Linked DNA regions of Sus scrofa: regions 1 and 2 are each linked to region 3. The links are chromatin contacts, called in public HiChIP or PLAC-seq maps. All regions are on one chromosome and are shown on one strand. The core of a region is the stretch at or near the end of the contact, and the rest is flanking DNA. Distances in the headings are between cores, read along the strand shown. Region 1 overlaps COBL (protein cordon-bleu). Region 2 overlaps COBL (protein cordon-bleu). Region 3 overlaps DDC (aromatic-L-amino-acid decarboxylase).

What was found. HiChIP or PLAC-seq counts read pairs in DNA pulled down with a chosen protein or histone mark.
Region 1: a contact with region 3 is called in an H3K27ac HiChIP or PLAC-seq map of skeletal muscle, with 6 times the contacts expected there. The contact joins two enhancer-like sites. A contact is called at or near these places in 1 of 47 Hi-C or Micro-C datasets (heart right ventricle) and 1 of 2 datasets of contacts at active chromatin or transcription factors (skeletal muscle).
Region 2: an H3K27ac HiChIP or PLAC-seq map of skeletal muscle shows a contact between it and region 3, with 4 times the contacts expected there. The contact joins two enhancer-like sites. A contact is called at or near these places in 1 of 47 Hi-C or Micro-C datasets (embryonic fibroblasts) and 1 of 2 datasets of contacts at active chromatin or transcription factors (skeletal muscle).

What each region holds. Positions count from the first base shown.
Region 1 is chr9:136,956,343-136,959,042 of Sscrofa11.1, reverse strand. All of the region lies in intron 5 of COBL (protein cordon-bleu), which reads left to right. Among named protein-coding and RNA genes, the nearest start is that of COBL, 98 kb to the left of the region's middle. Within about 2 kb of position 1,267, at least 6 of the 83 cell types and tissues checked have an H3K27ac peak or open chromatin away from gene starts, as enhancers often do. A contact at or near this core is called in skeletal muscle, where this site is marked.
Region 2 is chr9:136,901,186-136,903,885 of Sscrofa11.1, reverse strand. COBL (protein cordon-bleu) reads left to right here. Exons shown (of 16, transcript XM_021063931.1): 8 at 796-966. Among named protein-coding and RNA genes, the nearest start is that of COBL, 150 kb to the left of the region's middle. Within about 2 kb of position 1,250, at least 1 of the 83 cell types and tissues checked has an H3K27ac peak or open chromatin away from gene starts, as enhancers often do. A contact at or near this core is called in skeletal muscle, where this site is marked.
Region 3 is chr9:136,525,648-136,528,347 of Sscrofa11.1, reverse strand. All of the region lies in intron 7 of DDC (aromatic-L-amino-acid decarboxylase), which reads left to right. Among named protein-coding and RNA genes, the nearest start is that of FIGNL1, 39 kb to the right of the region's middle. Within about 2 kb of position 1,382, at least 29 of the 83 cell types and tissues checked have an H3K27ac peak or open chromatin away from gene starts, as enhancers often do. A contact at or near this core is called in skeletal muscle, where this site is marked.

The DNA.
Region 1 (2,700 bases), core at 18-2,517, 430 kb before region 3:
TTCGTACAGACACGGAACTTCCAGCTTCCAGGGGCCAAGCGGCTGTTCCCCTCCATCTATTAAGGTTTATCCACGTGTCTCGTGTCTGTGTTTATATTTCTTTGTGTCCGAAAGGTCTTGTTAACATCCGATGGCATGTTCTTCTCCGTCGAGCGTGTTGGGGCTCAGGCACCACTCCCGTCATCCTAAATCTCCTCGTGCCACCGACCCCTCGCCGAGGGCCCGCGTCTGCCCCTCGGGGAGGAGCTGAGCTTGCATCCCCAGGCGGCAGAGGGGACCTCTCTCTGTGTCCGCGTTCCTTGTGTGTGTCGTGGGCATAACAGCGCCCGTCTGCAGCATCCTCTTAGTGACGCGCAGTTGCCGAGCTCGACCGGCCTTCGGGAGGCTTCCGAGACGGGGAGTGGCCGGGTCAGAGCGCTGCTAGAAACCGTCCAGACACTGTTGTTTGTTCTTCCTCGAGGAAGCGTACCTGGTTCCCGACCCCTGTAACCTGAGGAGTCAGAAAAAAAGAGATCTGCTTTAAAAAAATTATCCAGGCGTTCCCACCGTGGTGCAGTGGGTTAAGAATCTGGTGGTAGCAGCTCGGGTCGCTGCAGAGGTGCCCGCGGGGGTCAGTCCCCAGCCCTGCTCAGTGGATTAAGGATCTGGCTGTGGCATAGGTCGCAGCTGTCCCTCAGATTCAATATCCTGACCCAGAAACTTCCATAAGCCGTGGGTGCAGTCATTAAAAAAAAAAAAGCCCCATCAGATACCATTATATCGCTTCTTAGTTAAAAGGTCTTCTGGTGAATGGTTTTAAAAGTATTGCCTCAATTTAATAAAAATCATCTGGTGCCATTTCCCCCCTGTTTAGGCAAGTCTGGAATATTCCATCTTGCTAGGAGTTGCTCACTGTGTTCCGAGGGGATTCTCTTTCTAAAGCCTGAATAAGCATTCAGAGTCCAGGTTGTGGCCCTGCTGAAGGTGGAGGCCATACCGGAGCCCAGCCCGCATTTAGAGGGATGCCCATCAGTAATGGGACACTTTTAGAAAAATTTATTAAAAGCCAGGTTTTAAAGTCAAATCCATAATTTGGCGCCGGGAGCCCCAGGCTCATGGGAGAGCCCGCGTCTCTGCCCCGCCTGGTGAGAGTCACGTCTCACGTGGGTGAGGAAGCGATGAAGAGCGTGCCCCCCCAAAACCCGCCACAAGGGGTCCGTGTTTCCACAGCACAGCCGACGCCGCTGAAACTGGAGAGGCTAAGCTTCGCAGGGTTTCTGAGCCTGCCCAAACCCACAGCAGAAAAACGCGTCCCGAGGGGCTGAGCTCTGCTTGGGAGCAGCACTGGTTTGTGCTACAAATGTATTTTGAAGAAGGATTTTTGCAGCTGGTCGCCTTCTCCCGGGCTTTGTGTTCACGATTGTGGGATGAACAGCTCGTGGAAGATTTACAGGTGGAGTGGGGGGGGTCGCACAGGAAGCCCGCAGTCCGCGCAGCTTCCGCTCACTCTGTGGTCCCCTGAGCCTTTCTTATCCCAACGGCCAACGGATCCACACTTGTTTCACGGGGCCTCGTGTCGTGTACAGTTTGCTCTGGTACGATGTGGTCCCAGTAGTTGTTTAAAGGTTCTGTGATCTTCCAGGAAGAGGGGGAAGCGTGGCTTTTGTTTCTGTTTGCTTGGACGTGGAGGCTGGCTTTCTCAGAGCCCCAGCTTCCCCGGCTGTGCTGTGGACTTGCAGGCATCCCCCAAGGCTCCTGAGGGGTTAAGTGAGGCTGCACGGGCACCAGGCCCAGGGAGGCCCTGGAAGCTGCACCGGCTAAGCTGCCGCACTCTGCCCTGCGACTTGGTTACGGGTCGCCTCTTTTCCCTACTGTTATGAATAACGCGAGGGCCATCTCTGTCCCCGGAGCCTGTTTTCACTTGGGGGACTTTCCTTATAAAAGACACTTGCAAAGGTTTTAAAGAATCAGAGGGTGAGACGGTGTAATGGCTTTCCAGGCAGTTTATGTTACCCTGGTGTTTCCTTAAAGTGCACCCCCAGCAGCAGGTACCGGAGCTGATAAGCCCTCAATTCGCTCTTTCTTCCACACGCTGTAACTCCAGCGGCTCCGATGTGAACCTTCCATCAAACCGTGGAAGGTTCACAAACCCTAAGACGTCACTTAGAAAAATGATCCGCAGGTTCTCTGTACACCTGTTAGCCCGTGAAAAATAATTTTTGAAAGATTTCATGTGACTTATGCTCTCCAATGAGAATCTGGAAACTCTCAGGGGAAGGACTTGTTTTTATGTTATTTTGTATTTCGTTTTAAGATTTATTGGCGTAGAGTTGATTTACGAGGCTGTGACCATTTCTGCTGCACAACAGAGTGACCTGTCACACGTGCGCTCACGTCCACTCTCTCGCCGATTCTTTCCCCACGTGGGTGATCGCGGGATAGTGGGTAGAGTTCTCTGTGCTGGACAGCAGGTCCCCGTTGGCCAATCACTCCATATACCTCAGGAAGGCCTAGTTTTTAAAGCCGCGACAAATTTTTACCAAAGCACTGAAATCTTAGAATGGGAATAAACGGCTCTCACCAGAGCCTGGAGAGTTGACTGAAGTGCCTCTTGCCAACAGCTTGTTCTCAGAGTGAGAAGAGGAAATGGATATTTTTAACCTCATGGCTGAGAATTTCACCTTAGGGATGAGAGGCAAAAAAAAAGTCCCTCTCAAAATC
Region 2 (2,700 bases), core at 1-2,500, 380 kb before region 3:
TATTTGTTATATTAAGTCATTGACTTTCAACAATTTTATTAGCAAAAGAAAAGCATTTTCGTAGCACATTGAAAATGGACCCCCAAGGTGTGAACAGATCAGAGGGGGCAGCTCCGATGGATGGTCTGAGAAGCAGACAGGAGCGGGGTACCACCCCCACGCTTTCTGCGGCTCAGAATCCTCTTCAAAACGAAGTTGGAAAATATCACCCCAAACAACAGACAAGAGGTGATGGTGTTTAGGGCTTAGAGAAGCAAACGAAGTTGGTGGTTACTGGATCCGTGAGAGGTAACAGGTGGAAGCAACAAGAATGAGCTAAGAGTCAAGCCGGTGCACCTGGAAAAGACTCACCTGAAGAAAAGGTTCCTTGAACTTGACAGAGAGGTTCGGGGGCTTTAGCCACAGTTTCGGGCCCAGCATTTTAAAAAAAATAGCTGTGCCTCCCAGAAACAAATGGCAACTGCGCAGGTGTTTTCAAATCAGCCCAAGGATGGGACCTATGCACATAAGGTGTCAAGCACTAGAGAGCCTGGATTTGGTGCCTGGTGAGGTTGGATTTGGTGCTGAGTGTGGTTGGATTTGGTGCTGAATGAGCCTGAATTTGGTGCAGGGTGTGGTTGGATTTGGCACTGTGTGCGCTTGATTGGGTTTGGGGTGAGGATGGATTTGGTGCCAGGTGTGGTTTGGTTTGGTGCCAGGTTGCCTGCCTCTGGTGAGTGATGGTGATGTGTCTTCCTGTTGGAGGCAGACTCTCTGGGCTCGACCGTCTGAAGTATCCCTGTTGATTCCGTGCAGGTGTTGGACGGCAGGTACCACAAAAGCCTCCCAGGGGCGCGGCTCGGGGCCCCCCCCAGTTAGTGCTCCCCCCGCCCCCGCCCTACCCGCCTCCTGACACAGATGCAGCAGAGCCGCTGGGCTCCCCTGGGGACGGCGCTGCCTGCGAGGCCTCCGACCCGAGGCCCACACGTACGTGCTCTGTTGGGCGGCGCTCTGCGCCAGCCCTCCTCTCTCCCGTCTCTGGTGGCAGGACTGGTTTCCAGACTTTCCGCTCTTGTCTTTGGATGCATGCGCCTCTTGCTCTGGCTCAACGCGGCGTGTCCGGTTAACAGTGAATGCTCTCTGAGTGCCAGGCAGCTGCCTGTGAAAACCGATTTAACCCCCAAACCATTCCTGCTGTGGTCTAACCCATGAGCCACTTGTATCTCGGCTCCATTTCAGCCGAAACCGTACCATGTGGGTGGAGACATCAGCCAGGAGCAAACACTCCCCCGAGGAGAACTGTCCTCAGAACGCCTGGTGATGGTCACAGCCGGCTCGGTGCAGCGCAGCGATGACAGGTGGTGCTGGCTGCGCCGGTAAATCGTGGGCCAGCTCCGAACATACAGGACTTGGGATTAGAATCTTTGAACCATTAGTTCTGCAGAAGGGGAACAGCTTGATCTGAGCCTAGCAACAGCCAGAACTCAAGGCTCATTTGTTTCTATTTCTTGTCACACCCCGTCTGAGGTCAGGCTCCCTTCATTGGTTCTAGGGGTTCCTTTTGGATTTTAACTAGCACCGTGTATGGCACTCTGGTCTCCAGACAGGTAGCGGTTTTACATATTTAACTGTATGCGATATACATGCAGAGGACACCACCGTACGTCACGCCTGCCTGCATCTCCCCTTCGGATGCTGGGGCCGGGCAAGGATGCTGCCTTGTGAAGTGGGTACCACTCGGGGCGGCACTTTCCCAGCAGCGGGAAGTCACTCCCCGTCCAGCCCAGGGAGCGGCTGTGCCCACTGAGATACGCAGCCTTCTGGTGAGGAAGCTCACGCTTTTGGCCATCTGACCTTTCTCTGTCGTCTCGGGAAACGGCGACTCGCTCTGGGTCAAGAAGACAACTGTTGGACTGCGTGCCAGCTTTCTCTAGGCAGAATGATCCTGAGGCATTTTATCGTTTTCTTTCTTTCTTTTTTAAACAAAGACTTCTTTTCCATCCTTAAAATATGGTTGATCATCCCGATGCTGGACATGCTTCCAAATGCAAATGCACTTTATCAGGGATTCAAACACTGTGGATTAGACAGATAACAACGGAGGTCTAGACAACTCCGGAGCCATTTCACCTCCAGAGAGAGTGGGTTTTAAGCCCCACACGCCAAGGCAGTCAGCGTTCAGCGGCCACTCCTGTGGCTGTCGTCCCCGGCACAGATGCTCCTTCCTGGGGAACCAGCGGGAGAGGAAGGGCTGAGTGTGAAGGGTGGCCCTTGGCAGCGGGAGCTGCGGTGTCTGCGCAGGATGGGGAGCCAGCCCCTGCCCACCCACCCCCACCCCCCCGCCCCAGCCCTGCCTGGGAGACTTTCTGCATAGACAGCAAACCAAACGAGGCTCGCTTTCTTTGGCCTCCAGGCTCCCTTCGCTTCTCCTGCCCCAGCGCATCCTCTGCACGCCCTCATCTCCCCTGTGAATGTCCCGACTCACCTGCCATCCTTGTCGCCCCTCTGGTCCCTCACCGGTGCAGACCCTGCGGGGAGGGCGCAGAGGCACAGGGGACAGGGGCGGGCCCGTGAGTGTTACTCTGTCTGCACCGGGACCCGGGGGCTCAGCAGATCTTCCTCCCTCTTTGTGCCCCCCTCCCCTCCAGCTGCGTGGCCCCCTCCTCCCCCACCTCTGGGTCCGTGTCCCCGGGGATTAAGGCACCCAGCTCAGAGCTGGTA
Region 3 (2,700 bases), core at 133-2,632:
CATAGAATACAACGAAATATAATATGATATAATGTAATACTGTGCAATACAGTGTGATACGACATAATACAATACAATATAATGTAACATATCACGTAGTTAAACTCGTTGTGGGTTCGTTTGCCCAACTCTCCTCGTACTTGCGGTGACATAAACCTCCTTAGTTCGAATTCCATAAACTCCGAGTTTGGGCTAATTGGACGATAGCTAAACTATTTGTGGGACTAAAGTATCCCGAGCCGTGGACTAGTGATGTCAGGTTGTGAGGCTACAGGCCCCCGGAGGAGAATAAACTCCTCAGACTCTCAGAGGGTCGTGTACGTGATGGCAGGAGAGTTTTCTATCCTTGGACTGAGCCTTCCAGCATCTTTTCTTCCTGGCACTTTTACTGAATGAGGTCGAGTGATGCCCTCCTGTGACAGATCCGTGGAGGGTGTTTCCCGAGGGGAGTGTGTGCTGCTTGTGTGTGCTGGGCCGGCCTCACGCCGCCCTCCCCGGACCACTGAGCTTTCCCCCAGAGACCAGAATTCAGAGAACTCCAAGGTGAACCGGGAATAAGAGGCCGTGTTCCTGGAGTGTCACCTTGAGCCTGCGGCCCTGGGGACGTGGTGGACTGGGAGGGGTTGTGTGGCCGGAAGGCCTTTGCTCAGGCAGGGGCGTCAGATCATATCCCCCGCCCCCACCCCATCCTCGGCGGGGAGGACCAGTCCCACAGCTGCTGCCCACGGGCGGGGAGGGACAGGTGACCGAAGTCACCCGAGGGGTCTGGGTGTCTGTGACCACACTGTGGCTTGTGCCAGGAACCTGGGGCCTGGCTCACTGTCCGTCTGCGTGACCCCAGCGGTTTCTTGCCTCTCCTAACCTGGGTCCGTGTGTGGACCCTCTTCGGAGCCGTGGGTGCTGGCCCGCTGGCACACGCGTTGTGGTGCAGCCTGGGTCCCTCCTGAAGCCCGTGTCTTCGGTTCTGAGCTCCGTCCCCACCTGCAGAGCCGAGGGGAACTAGCACTTGGAGTTGTAAATGATCGGATTCTGGGAGCACTGAGTTAATGCGCAGAAACGGGGCGAGACCAGAAGGAGAGGGGCCCTGGAGCTGCAGCTACGTGGGGCAGGTGGCCGCTGCCAAGTGGCTGGGTGGGGCCTGGCCTGTTCCCACGGTCTCGGGCTCCCTGCTAGGGCCGTGGCAGTGTCTGTCTGAGCAGCTGGCGCTGAAGGCAGGGGTGCGGGGCCTTGGCGCTGGGGCTGGGGAGAAGGGCTGAGCGGCGGTGACAAGCTGCAACTCCTGGTCACGAGCCAAGCCTCTGAGCTGGTCTGACTCAGCCGTCAAGCCGAGAACTGGACGTCCTGGCCGGCGGCCGGCTGATGTAACTCTGGGGCTATCGGATTAGAGGGTGAGGTCCCTGCAGGGCATGGCCCACATGGCCCTGCCGTCCAGTGCCGGCTGTCCTGCTGTCCTGGGGCTCCCTCTGCTCCCAGGTCTGGGGGTGGTGGACGAGCTGGATGGGGGATGTGTTTGGGGCCAAAAGCAGAGGCTGTTCTGGGGCCAGGGAAGCCGGCGTGGCGGGTTGATTTTGACAACTGTATATACGACCCATGATGCTGTTGGTAACCATCCGTAGAGCTGCCCCACGAATGAGCCCCGTGGATGAGCCTTTGACCTGCGTCCCTTCCTCTGACATTGCTTACTTGACTGTCACCAAATATTTAGCATCCTTCACCCTGAGCCCGGGGCTGACCCTGTTCTGTAGCGTGATTAGAGTAAATCATTAAAATAATTCAGAGTAGTTTTCACCCACCAGCTTTTGACCAAGGGGGCACATCGGGGGTGGGGTTCTTCAAACTGCTACTTTAGGAAAGACACTTTCTTTCTAGTTCCTTTCAAAACAATTATCTAGAGAGATGGTTTCAGCTGGTCCCCTTGGACTGACCAGTGGAATTTCCTGGCAGGTTTATTGAGAAGAGGATGAGAAGCAGAAAGCAGGGGGTTAAAGGCAGCCGGCTGAGGATAGCAGCTTCAGGGAGTGGGGGTGGGCAGGGCGGGAGGGCGGGCTGGCTGATGGGGGGATGTGACTGACGGTGCAGGAGGCCTGGCCACCCTGTCATGGAGGCCTCGACAGGAAACTTGCAGGCAGTGGGGGCAGCCCCTTCCCTTCTGGACGCATCAGGAAGCTCCCCATCCAGATGGCCTGGGTGCTGGGTGCACCTCGCCTGGGGCCATACGACTCCTGTGCCCTGGCCTTGGGGTCTCAGGGATGCCCTGACCCCTGCAGATGCCCACAGTATTTGAAGGGGCCAGAGGCAGGTTGTGCTGTGGGCTGATCATGTATGAGATGCAGGATGTGGAGGTGGTACCCACAGTTTCCTCCTTGTGGAAAGAGGCGGCCCATTGGGAATCCACTCTCCTCGGGAGCCTGTGAGTTCCTCCTGCGGGAGCTTTAGGCCAAGTACATGGTTAGAGGGCACCCAGCCCCTCAAAGGCTGCCTTGCTTCTGACAGTCACTCCAAGTTCAGGGCTTCCAGGGCCACTCTCGGGGCTGATGATCCCAGGGAGAGCACGCTCATGGTTACCGGGTGTTTGGGGGGCGATGCCCGGGAGGGGTCCAGGCTTGGGGCTCCTGGGTGTCCTCTCCTGGGAGGTCACAAGGGCAGACCCCTGCCCCCAAGCCCCAGTGTGTGACAGTAGGCACAGAGTGGGGTTCCTCG